Linked DNA regions of Siniperca chuatsi: region 1 is linked to region 2. Evidence: chromatin contacts called from public Hi-C data. All regions are on one chromosome and are shown on one strand. Each heading gives the region's core, a stretch centred on a gene start, on an enhancer-like site or on the middle of the called end of the contact. The rest is flanking DNA. Distances are from core to core; before and after follow the strand shown.

The links. Hi-C and Micro-C count contacts between places; a contact is called where the count stands out from the background.
Region 1: a Hi-C map of liver shows a contact between it and region 2, with 2.6 times the contacts expected there. The contact joins the promoter of znf385c here to the enhancer-like site in region 2. A contact is called at or near these places in 2 of 3 Hi-C or Micro-C datasets (liver and skeletal muscle).

The regions. Positions count from the first base shown.
Region 1 is chrLG21:7,151,073-7,157,475 of ASM2008510v1, forward strand. It overlaps znf385c (zinc finger protein 385C), which reads right to left and starts at 3,631. Exons shown (of 9, transcript XM_044182558.1): 1 at 3,334-3,631. LOC122869488 (a long non-coding RNA gene) reads left to right here and starts at 2,836. Exons shown (of 2, transcript XR_006376329.1): 1 at 2,836-2,997; 2 at 5,419-6,001. It overlaps dhx58 (probable ATP-dependent RNA helicase DHX58), which reads right to left. Exons shown (of 12, transcript XM_044182552.1): 12 at 5,800-6,403.
Region 2 is chrLG21:7,098,325-7,104,108 of ASM2008510v1, forward strand. The region is part of intron 1 of znf385c (zinc finger protein 385C); the gene reads right to left. Among protein-coding and RNA genes, the nearest start is that of LOC122869488, 53 kb to the right of the region's middle. Within about 2 kb of position 2,152, the one cell type or tissue checked has an H3K27ac peak away from gene starts, as active enhancers do. A contact at or near this core is called in liver, where this site is marked.

The DNA.
Region 1 (6,403 bases), core at 2,381-4,880, 54 kb after region 2:
TCTTGTGTGTGCAATTGTTTCAGCCAATGAAAAGCGCCCCTGGCCTTGCCTTGAGAATAAGGACTCTCCCAGCTGTCACAAACACACACACAGTCTTTCTCAGACAAACAACTAAATACACATTTACTGTTTATGTACTTAGCACTTATTCACAGTTACAGCATGCGACCATGGCATGTACTCATTTAGTCTATAAAAAGTTAAATAGTGAATAGAAATTAGTGAACCATTGCAAGTTTCTAGAACCCAAATTAACATCTTCAAATTGTTTTGTTTTTTTTGTCCACCCATCGTCCAAAACCAAAAGATACTAAATTTACAATGATATAAAACAGAAAAGCAGCAAATATTCAAATTTGAGAAGCTGGAATGCTGGCTTTTTTATTTGATAAATTACTTAATGGCATCATCGATTAGGCTATTATAGTAGGGCTGCAACTAACAATTATTTTTATTATGGATTAAACTGATTGTTATCATTTGGTCTATAAGATGTCAGAAAATTTTGAAAAATATTTGTCACAATTTCCCTAAGCCCAAGGCAACGACTTTTTGTTTTTGTGTGTTTTTGTGTGTTTTTGTGTGTTTTTGTGTGACCAGAAGTCCAAAGAGATGTGTAGCTTACTAATATAGAAGGCTCAGAAACAAGCAAATACAAACAAAAAACAAACTTTTGCTTAAAAAAAATTGACTAATCATTTCAGCTCTATATTAAAGTTGTTGGTGATTCTTTTGTCAATGGACTAATTTATTATGCGACTTATTGTTTCAATTATTGTTGATTTAAATGTATTCAGTTAACCCTCACATTCGTCACACACACATGCAAACAAGGCCGCACTCAATCATCCTCCAGTGATCAGTGTAGAGAAGAGTAAATAAAAAACTGTGGGCTGTCATACAAGTCCACAATAATCCCCACCAGCCTGAATGACTTAAAGCGACTCAACATGGATTAATAACAGGGATTACAGTGACACAAACTACAGTCAATGGCATAGACAGAGGAAGGAGGACAGAAACACACATTTATTTTAGTCCAAACCACTACACCTCCACACACAGCTATGTACATGGAATAAATATCTGAAGCACTACTAGTATGCCTACTTAAGAACATGGCTGTCAACAGTCTCTACTTCTCCCAGACATTTTGATGGGAGTGCTAATATTTATACTGCTGATATGTCATAATGTTTTATGGTCTAAAACATAGCTGCACTTGTTATTTGTTTTTAGAGTGAATTCTTTTGCCTGTGAAACAGTTGACCAATCTGCGGGGGGAAAGATCCTAAACTTATTGGGAGTTCATACTTGAGCTTTTAGATTAATAATCTAGCAGGCACATCTGTCAAAAGGAAAGCATAAGAAAGGGACAAGACAGTGCGGAGCAGACAAAAGCCCAGCCACAAAGTGGTAGACAGCAAAGACAAGCGTCTCTTTTATCTGTTCTATAATAAAGCATGAAATAAGCTGGGTAATTCTTGACTCTGGCACCGACTAGAGTTCCAGTCCACTTCAGAGAGCAACATCCTCAATCAAAGGAGACGTGCGACAACAAAGATGCACCCTTTGCGTACTATAATTGCTTTCATGTAAAAAAAAAAAAAAGAAAATACACACAAACATGTTTTCAAGCATCTGGGTGTTAAAAAAGGAACGTACCGTAAAATTAAAATGTAGAAAGAAATGTTCTGTATAAAATTTAAACTACTCTCCATCTTGAATTCACCCGAGAGCTATTTGATGGCATCCAAGACACGACTGCCCCGAAAAAGGTCAAACAACATTACGAGACAGAGATGTCAATGATACCCACGCTCCCTTCAAACCACATGACTCCAAACATAGTTGACTTGCAGTGTTGTACATCCACACAGGCTGGGCAGCAGCTTAATAAGCACTTTGAACTACAAATAAGGCGCAGACGACATACATAACAACATACAGTAGGACAAAGCAAATGTCAATCTTGTCACTGAAAGTAACCTGATCCATTGCTGTTGCCACGAGAACAGAGACTGTGAAGTCCTATCACCTCGACAAGAAGTCCAACAAACAACACAGCAAACTCTCAGACAGCACAAGCAACTGGCTGACAAGTAGGCCGATCCCTGAGGAAATGCCCGGTGACCCGGTGATATTTGTGTCTGTCATTGTCTCTCGGTGTCCTGTGTGAGCACGAGTCCTGGAGAGCGTGTGCCGACTACAAGGAGAAAGCAACTGTGTGTTAAAAAACATGTTGACATTGTGAGTGTGTTGCTTCATGTGTGACTAGTCTGGCCAAACAGGTGTGACTTCTGTGTGCAGCCAGGAAATTGACCTAGTGATGGGTTTTGTAGTCCACTCCAATAAATGTTGTCTTAGCACACTAATTTTATGCGCAAAATGCTTAAAAGTATTCCCTTATTTAAAAAGGCAAAGGAACTTAGATACATGTTTTTTCCCACAAAAATATATGAATGAACTATATGATTATTTAAGTGTCCTGCCCGTCATGGCCCATCCCTACTGACTCTGCGCCACCAGAAGGGTCAAAGTTTCATTTACCCTGTGTAATATCTCAATCATGGTTACCAGAATCCTAATGACTGATGATCCCCTGACTTTTCCACTTACATCATTATGCAGATCACATTTAACTATAGCCAACTATTGGATGGATTGCCATGAAATTTCGTGAGCACATTCATGTCCCCCTACAGGATGAACTTTGGTGATTGATGCCCTAATTTGTTATCTAGCGCCCTCATCAGGTCACAATTTCTATTTGTCCTTACTTTGGTTTATGACCAAATATCTGCAAAACTACTGACATTCCCATCAGCCCTCAACTGTACTTTGTGTTTAGTTCTAATTAGCAAATGTTAGCATGCTAACATGTTAAACTACACAACAACAACAACCACCACCACCTCACTTGGCCGAGGTTGCTTTTGGAAAACATAAACCCAGGCACACAGTGGATAACAGCCATGAACTTCATGTTTCAGGCAGGTAAGTGTGAACTCAAAATGCTACCAGCTCCGCCATGTTCAATACAACAAGAAACCTCAGGTTGACCTTAGAGCTGACAAACTGTCATTAATGCACCTGAGGTAGAGCCTGAGCCGAGACCACAGCGCCATGAATGGAAAAACACGGTCAGTGTTTCTCTCTCTTATCTGTGTGTGTAACTTATTTGAGGAAGAGAAATGGAGAAGAACACATTAATTTAGGAATCCCAACAAGCTGTTTCACGTTACATGTTCGCCCAGAGCTACAGCTAAAAAAGTAAAATATGTGTAGGTATCAAATAAGCTGCCAATTCACAGTTAATTTGGAAACACTCACCTAGTGCTGAGCTCCACCTGATGCCAACGGTGGAGCTGCCATGCTGCGCCGCATCTTGCACTAAATCTTGTTTACTAGCTCAGTTTGTTATGTGTTGAGTGGCTGAAATGCCCACTGAATATATCGTGTTTTTTTTTCTAGAATTGGTATTGTGAAAAATGCAGCCAACTGGACAGGTTTCTGTGTAATAGCCCTTCCTTGCATAGTTCAAGACACACATGTCGCCAGGTCAACTAGCTGCCGTTACCTGTAGCTAATTCTGCTAATGACCTGTCAGTCACAGACCGGGGGTACAGCAGGATTCACATCTGGAGGTTTCCTGTCTGATAAAACAATTAAAAACCGTTACCAGGAAAAAAAGTTATAGAAGCAGGGTATTTTATTTGATAATTTTTTTCATCATCAGTGAATCTGCTGATTATTTTCTAGATAAATAGATAATTACTAGTCACAACAAATACTCACATTTGAGAAGCTGGAACCAGCAAGGTTTTGGTATTTTTGGTATATTATTTTGTGAAGCACTTTGTACTTTGTTTTGATAAGTGCTCTATAAATAAAGTTTTATTATTATATTATTATTTGATATTTTTTATTGAAAAATGACAAACGATGAATCGATTATCAAAATAGTTACTTTCTGACAATCAACTAATCAATTAATCAACTCATAATCTAATAATTGGCGACATTTTTAGCACCAATAGTTAACTTCTGACTTTCCATAGCTTTAATTTTGTTTAAACATGCCCCAAAAGAAATGGGATATGCTTCTGCCAAAACATGCATAAATGCTCCATCTTGCTTTCACATTTTAAATAAAATATGAAGTGGACAAAGCCATGTTATGACTTAGAAAACTGGTTAAGTTTTGTTATATATTGGAAATGTCTTGTGTCCTACATGACATCAGTCTGTCAGCTGTAAGATGTGCTTCCAAGACATTTAGGAACTGACTTTTTAGTTTAGTGCTCATGAACTGTATTAGATGGGACACATACAGTAGACAGACAGATGTGTATGCCCTAGATACCAGTGACAAGAAGCCTATTATGAATGTGAGTAGCATCCCCTAAATTCACACAAACACACCTACACACACACCAACACACCATGTTATCCTTTGCTCAACTACTCTAAGCTGCTTTAATTTCAGAAGAGAACTAATTGCAATTAAGATGCATGGGGTGTTGAGCTGGGAAGTAAAAGGAAGTAATCAGTGTTGATTATAGAGCCTGAGCCTGATCCGAGTAAATCATACACTACACGGCTCCTGTCCGCCTCCCTGAATCTGAGTCAGGCATGACACCCGAACAGAGCCTGTTTTTAGTATGATTACGTCCATGGTAGCAGTACTGATTCCAGTTCGCCGCCAGATTTAAAAGGATTACGGCACATGTGACACAGTGAGGTTGACCTAATCATGTCTTGCCCAGAGATACACTCTAAGATGTGTTGTGGGTCAAAAGTGAATACACCCCATACAGCTGCCAGCCTGAAATTAATGGTTTCCTCACCAGTTACTTTAGTTTCATAATCTGGGTTTGTTTTGGAAACGGCTCATTATAGATGATGCTGTGCTGCTGTACATCAAGCTTGATTTGTGTATATAAACACAGCAGCAAAATTAAACTGTAAATAGTTTCAGCAAAGACTGTTTTCTGTGATTAGACTAAATCTGTCTTTTGGGGATTGCTAAAATCAAGCTGTGAGGGTTCTGAGAAACGAGAAATTATTATGCAGCAAAATGTATCTTTGAAGCCAGTGTGTTAAATGAAAAACAAAGTGTATTAAATCTCTTTTTCTATGTAGATGTAAATGATCCAAGCTGAAATACATAACCCTGTATTGATCCAGTGATTCAGAAGCAGCATAGTGAGCTGCAGCAGTCAAAACATTTTAAAAACTACAAAGAGAAGCTCTTGCAGGCGTTGTGGTTTCAGGGATGTTTTTAGTGCATACAAGGCTCCTACCTAAACATACATAAAGAAACACATAAAAATAAACCACTTTTTCTATCAGAACTAATGCATGAAAATACTTTGTTCCCTTTCCGGTCAACTGAGTACATTTTTCATTTTCCAGATATCACATACACACATCTGGAGGCTGTAACCAACCTTCTTGTACTATCGACAAATGAGCAGTTTGGGGACAAAGTGCCTTGCTCAAGGGTACACCAGCAAAGTTTGGTGAGTGTGAGAAGAGAGTTACACATACATCTTTCTCAACCTCATTTTGACAGCAAGTCTGAGGAGTCACACTCACTTCTCTAACCTCAGAGCAGCTGGGCATCATGGACTCCCTGCCCTCAGATTGGGAAACACCAGAGAAAATGTCCATTCTGGCTTTATTCACATCATCTGTTAGAGGTTCCAGAGGTGGAGAAATTGTGTCTGAATTGATTGGCTAACCAACACTGACACCTAGTGGTTAATCAAGGCAAAATAATTAGAAAAGACCTCAGGCATTTCAAGGGGAAAGTTTATTTATATTTCATCTCAAATGGTTTTAGTTCATTTATATTGACCATAATTAATTGGTATAAAATAGTACACAGCGACAAATTTAAATGTTAGTGGATAATGATAAAATGTTGTTAAAACTAAGATTATCTGTACATACACAGTATCTGCATACTACACACACACACACACACACACACACGTATTGACTACTGCATCTACTGGAAACATTTAGTTGCCAATTAAAAGCATTTTAAAATGGCTAAAAGAGAGTTCATGAGGAATCATCTTCATCATGACATGTCAAGTATTCGTGATGGTTCATGTGCTGTGTTTCTGTGCTTGACTTGAGCTGAAGTAGAGGAAATACACACAAAAACATGCAAAGAGAATTAGGACCTTGGGCATAAACAAAGCTGCCATGCTAATTTCAAGCATGATCGATGCGTAATGGGTTTTAGCACACTGCTGCCTCACTGGCCCGGCAGCACAAATGAATGCTAGCACATGTGGAGGGGACTTTTAGAAAAGCATGTGTTCATATTTAAACACCTCAAACAGTACAATGATGGTTTCTTTAAATGAGCACAGGCAATACACTCGAT
Region 2 (5,784 bases), core at 902-3,401:
GATTTCTTTTTAAACAGATTTCAACAGATCTTCATGAAAGGCCCCAAAAATGTATTTTCTCATTCAGCTTTTTACTGAGTGATGGGGTCCTACATGAACGCGCTATTTTCTGAGATTTCTGTTTTTCTTTTTTTCCCCTCTGTGCATGTACTCCTGTGCACCAATCAGGATTCAGCAACATTTGAATCACAATCTGATGAAACTTGGTGGGTTTTTTGGTCACTGACAATGAAATGTGATCAAACCACACGCACACAAGCCTGATGAAGCAGATCAGGTGAGATTTTGAGTGTTAAACTCCCAATAAATAATAGCTGCTTTTGTAACTTCGATTGTTGTTTATTTAGTCATGAATATTTAATGTATAAAATACTTGAATAGCCTGCAGAGATTTGAAAGACTCTTCCAGCTTTAGGTAGAAGCTGTGTGAGACAAGATCCCATGCGGTGTCTGCACACAGAGATCTGTAGGCTGACACAGGGCCGTAGATTGTCAGGGGGTAACCCTGGGGGAGGAGAGGGAGGGCAGCAGGCTCTGCCAGCCTTGCCATGTCCACTGTTTCCGCTGTCCGCCTACACCGCACACCCTCTCCCTCGGCACATGGGAAACATCAATCACTGCTGTGATCTTGCTGAAAGACCCAGGCTCACCCAGCATAGCAGCTCAGCAATAAAAACTCTATTTATGATCTTGTGTCTGCTGCTCACTGATCCTGAAATACTATAGCACTTTCCCCAGCTCAAACCAGCTCTAACCACCAGCCCACCACGACGAGCACCCCCACCCATCTACTGTGGCCACAGTTGGCATAGGGGCGTCGGTTCTTCCTGGTGCAGACAGAAACTTGCCTCCAGATGGGCCAGTGCAAACACTGCAGGTAGCTCCTAAATCATTCTAGCCATGTTTCCATCAACATATTTTTATGCACATTTTGAAGTATCGCATTAGAAAAGGTTGAGGGAAACTGCAAAATTCAAAAAAACTTCCTCAAGTTCACAAAAAAGACCAAATTATTCCTCTCTCTCCTCTCCTCTTTGAGGTTTATTGGTGGTTGGCAAACAACTGGTAAACAAGCGTAAACAAGTGGTTGTTTACGCTTCGCAGCCTCTACTTCTTCTACTCTGTTTATTACAGCCATGCGTAATATAGCCTATACCGCCAACTTCTGCCGAAACTACGCTATAGCCTAGACTATTTGCTCCAAACCAGTTGATGGAAACGCGCCTAATTAGCATTTTCTTTTTTGCGACATTTCAAAAGTTCACTTCAAATTCACGTGACAATTACATGGAAACACAGCTACAGATGAGAGAGGGACACCGAGTGCAATCCAATGGGCAAGTCACAAAGATACAAGCACATGCGCACACTCCTCACATACACACATCCATGTGAACAGTCACAGACACAGTCGCAAACACAAGTTGCCCTCTGATTCTGTAAACAAGGAGTAAGCAATTCAGCAAACATGCACAAATAAACAAGAGGTATTTAGACTTGACTAAATTTATCATCTCCTGCCCAGAGTACATGGACGGACCTCAGCAATATAAACAAAGTACAATCAACAAAAAATGAAATCCAATCAAGCCAAAGGGCATCACATCAGCCAGAACAAACATACATGTTCTGTGAAGTGCCTCAGAGGAGATAAAGAGATACACATGCATACACAAAATGTCAATATTTAGCATTCCTCACCACCATTAAGCAGTCTTGACAGTGAGGGCTGTAAGCAATATGACTACGGGCGAGGATATTCTGTTTCCCTGTCTGACATGTATCAGGTGGGGAAGGATCAAAATTTTCCTGACAATCAACCAGAGCTCAGGGCACTTCACCACATCAGGTCAGGGATGGCAGAGAGACAGGGAGAGAAATATGGAAAAGTAAGAGGGGAAAAGACAGAGAGATTTGTGAAGGGAGCACAAAGGCGCTTGTATAATTGGCATTATCAAAGTATCATTACTGTCATCACCGCTGTATTGTCATTACTGCAACTACAGAACGGGCCTGAAGTCTTTGAAGTTCCATGTCTTTGTGTCCAGAGTATCAGTGTTGATTATGTAAAGTCCAGGCTTGGTTCTCTGATGAGTGTAATTATACAGGAATCAGTTCTGTGCTTATTGAAAAAGAAGCTTCAACTATAGTGTGGCTGGCTTAGGAGTCGACAGCTAGGACCGAGTGTTTGCAGTCCTTGTCACCCCCAGCCTGAGTCCGAGAGTAAATAAAAAGCAGTGGCACATAAATTGATGCGTTTTCTCTAATCTTTGTTTGCAGCAGTTCTTTGGCAGAGCACAGGGAGGGCATTTGTTCACAGTGTGTGTATGTGTTTACTTGTGCATGAGTGTGTGTCAGTGTGTCCTAGCAAAAAATTGTTTCAGGTTAGTACACATCAGACAGAGGGTATTAGAAAAGATAAAAGAACACGAATTTAGAGCAAAAAAGAGAAGGAGATAAGCAGAATATGTCCATTCTGTCTGAGGTCAACTCAGGCCTATGCAGCTTCATCACCTCCCCTATGACTGAGTTTTCTTTTCAACTTCTTAATGCTGTTTTCCTCTTCCATGCTAAGCTCACCTCTCTCTCTCTCTCTCTTTGTTTGTTCTCAGACAAGTATCTCCAACATGCAGGCCCAAGGGAACAGCTATCAATGTGTGCCGGATGGTCTCAAATTGTGTGAAAGACAGACTCTCTTTCTCGCTCTTTGAATGTGGTTGTGTGTAAGCACATACACAAATGCATATGCTTGTAGCATTGTTTCCAAGGATAAAAGAAAACATAATTTTCACATTTACATGTGCTGGAAAGGATTGTGGGCATTCATAACAACATGGTCAATAGCCTATACATGTAGGCTGTTTTGTTTTATATGAATTGTGCTAATTTGCAAACCCAAATTTGTTGTAACAAATAATGCAGAATAAGATAGATACACTCAAACTGGGTGAACATGCAATCTTCTGGCTATGTTTTCTCTGGAGTGCACTTTAATCTCTTCTTTGAAATTCTGTTAAAAACTGCTCAAAATTTAAGATGAAGTGGCACTTGAAAGAGCAATGTAGAAAGGATGATATGAATGGAGCCTCATAGATGTTGTTTAACAGTACGTCTACTGGGGTGCCCTAGTATTCAGTACATTTTTTTCCTTTGACTGTTGCCTTGTGTTCAAAATCTCACAAGTGCTAGTTGTGTGCCCTGCCTCTCTCTACTGTCTTATTATTAATTACATATTTCCTTGGACTTCCCTTCTTGTCCTTGTGTCATGCCCCCAATCAAGACTAGCAAGAGAATTAGATGTTAAAAACCAGGTTTCACAATTTGCAAAAGGCACATAACCACTGCATTGTATAGGCTGACTCCATCCAGTGTGGCCTTATTCATTTTCCAACCACAAAAAAACAGACCCGTCCCGTTTTTGCACTGCAATTCAAACATGAGTCTGCCTCAAGCGTGCTAAAGTTAGCCCATGCAGGAAATCAGGCCCATATTCGCCTTGTTCACATTTCGCCACAAACTCAACTGGGGAACTGCCCAATAGGAGTAACCACAGACACTGGGAGAGGTTCCATACAACACTAGATATACTTAGACATGGACAAACCCAGGCTCAGCCACAGTCACAACATACACACATACACTGCACAGTCAACCAGCTGCACATACCCAGATGAAGAGAGACAATCTTTATTGTCCCATTCAGCCTGTCTAAGTGGTATTTATTGTACAATCTGCTTTGGCCAGTGCATTTAATTTCAGTTGCCAGTTTCGGCCTGCATCTGACACAATCTCTAACATCTGAACAACACACAGTCCCATGACAGTTATGAGTTATGGTCAAAGTAATATTTGGAAGGCCAGTTGAAGAATTAGTTCCCAGCCAGGAATAAATCCAATTAATGATGAGTGGTTGTCTTTATCCCAGGAGGCATCTGTTGGCCGAGGTGTTACACAAAAAGCTGGCGGTTTGAGAGCCATGACAGTGGTGTTGGAGGTATTCTGATGACCAGATTCAGAAATAGCATAAAGGACGTTTGCCACCGCTGGCTTAAACATGCATGGCTCAGAGAATCACTCAGAATTATTAGTACTGACTAGCACTGGCTTCATCTTCACTCACTTTTACTGTAAATGATGCCAGAAAATTTCAGTCCATCATCCCAGAGGAAAGTCTTTACGCTAGTATTTCTTTCCTTTTAACTATAAATTTACAGCCAGCTGTATCAGACTCAAGATGCAGATGGTGTTGTGTGCTTTGTCAGATGTCTTGGGAATGGGATTAATTCAGAGCTGACTGGACATAGATTTTTGAAGGGAGAGTAGATGGATTTTTGCTTTTAGATAAGAGACTCTAATCCTGCATATATTTAAAAATGATTAAATTGGCTGAGTAAGAAATGACATGCCTATCAACTCATCTCCTTTACTAAACGCTGATGCGATTATTGTCTAATACGCTCCAAAAGTTATCTGCAGAGCCCATACAAGCTCCCACACTGAGAAAACCATGTAATTGTCCCACACAGCTTGTGTGACAAACAGGTAATGCATGCACTCTGCAGACAACAGAGAGGCAGCTCTAGCCTGGAAAGCATGACTGATGGAGATGGGAGGAATCAGATTGCCTTTAGGACAGAACAGACAAGGAAGAGGGATGGAAGTTGGGCACAGGTGCAGCACTGTTTTTCATACTGTTGAGATTGAGCACTGAAAATGGCTACTTACTTAAGGTACTTCCTTTTCTACTTGCACATTCCCACATGCACAACACGCAGTATCATCACAAGAAGACTAACACACCCACACACACACTCCCTCCATGTAAACATGTTATTCCACTAATATGCTTTTAAGTGGGTAGATGATTCTAACTCTTTGAATAAAAAGTACACCACAGTGAATCAGCTGGCATCTGTGGTTAGGAACAGCTTCTGGTCTGCTTCTCTTGAGGGGCAGAGAAGTTCTGTACAGCAGACGTTCCAACATACAGCTTCTAATAAACCATGCATAACTGAGGAATCCATGGTGTTTTGACCACAGGCTACTTGAGTTGTGACTGCAGGGGGATAATAAACAATATGTCAGCATTAAACTGATGCAACCATTATCACGCAAGCATTGTTAGTGTATATGATCACAAAGTTCTGTTGTGCTCTAACAGATATTTGAATTATATAACTGTAGCTGATAATTGAACAGATTTATGTTTTGTTTTATTCTATTATTCATTTTCATGGGATCCAATATGTTTCCCTTAGTGGCCACAGCTATATAACAAACATCATGCATCACGCCCATAACAGGTCAGAAAGTAATGCACAGACACAGTTGCCACCTCACTCCCCCCACCTGCTCCTTTCACCTTGACATGCTGCTGCACACAATGTAAACACACTTTCAGATTGAGAGAGAAAGATGTTGCACAGTGACACTGACACTGTTTCCCTCATATGTTCTGCCCAATTATAAAAAGAAAAAAACTGCGCTGCCAGATTCAACTCATCTAATGTTCCTCTCCCTGGATCTACCTGATGACACCTTCAAGGCAGGAGACGCGTTTGTTGATGCCAGTGCTGTATTTTCACTCGTAATGATCTGCTTCTTTTCATCAGTGTGGCCTATCTGGGCCTGACAGGGGAGAGTTGTAATTACTGCAAGGATTTGATTGCATTAGCCTCATCCCAACCTGTCCTTAATGACATTAGTTCTGAAGGAGGAAATTCATTAGACACACAGAGCTGAGTCGGTCTCCCTCACATGTGGTTAGACACAGTGACAAACTGC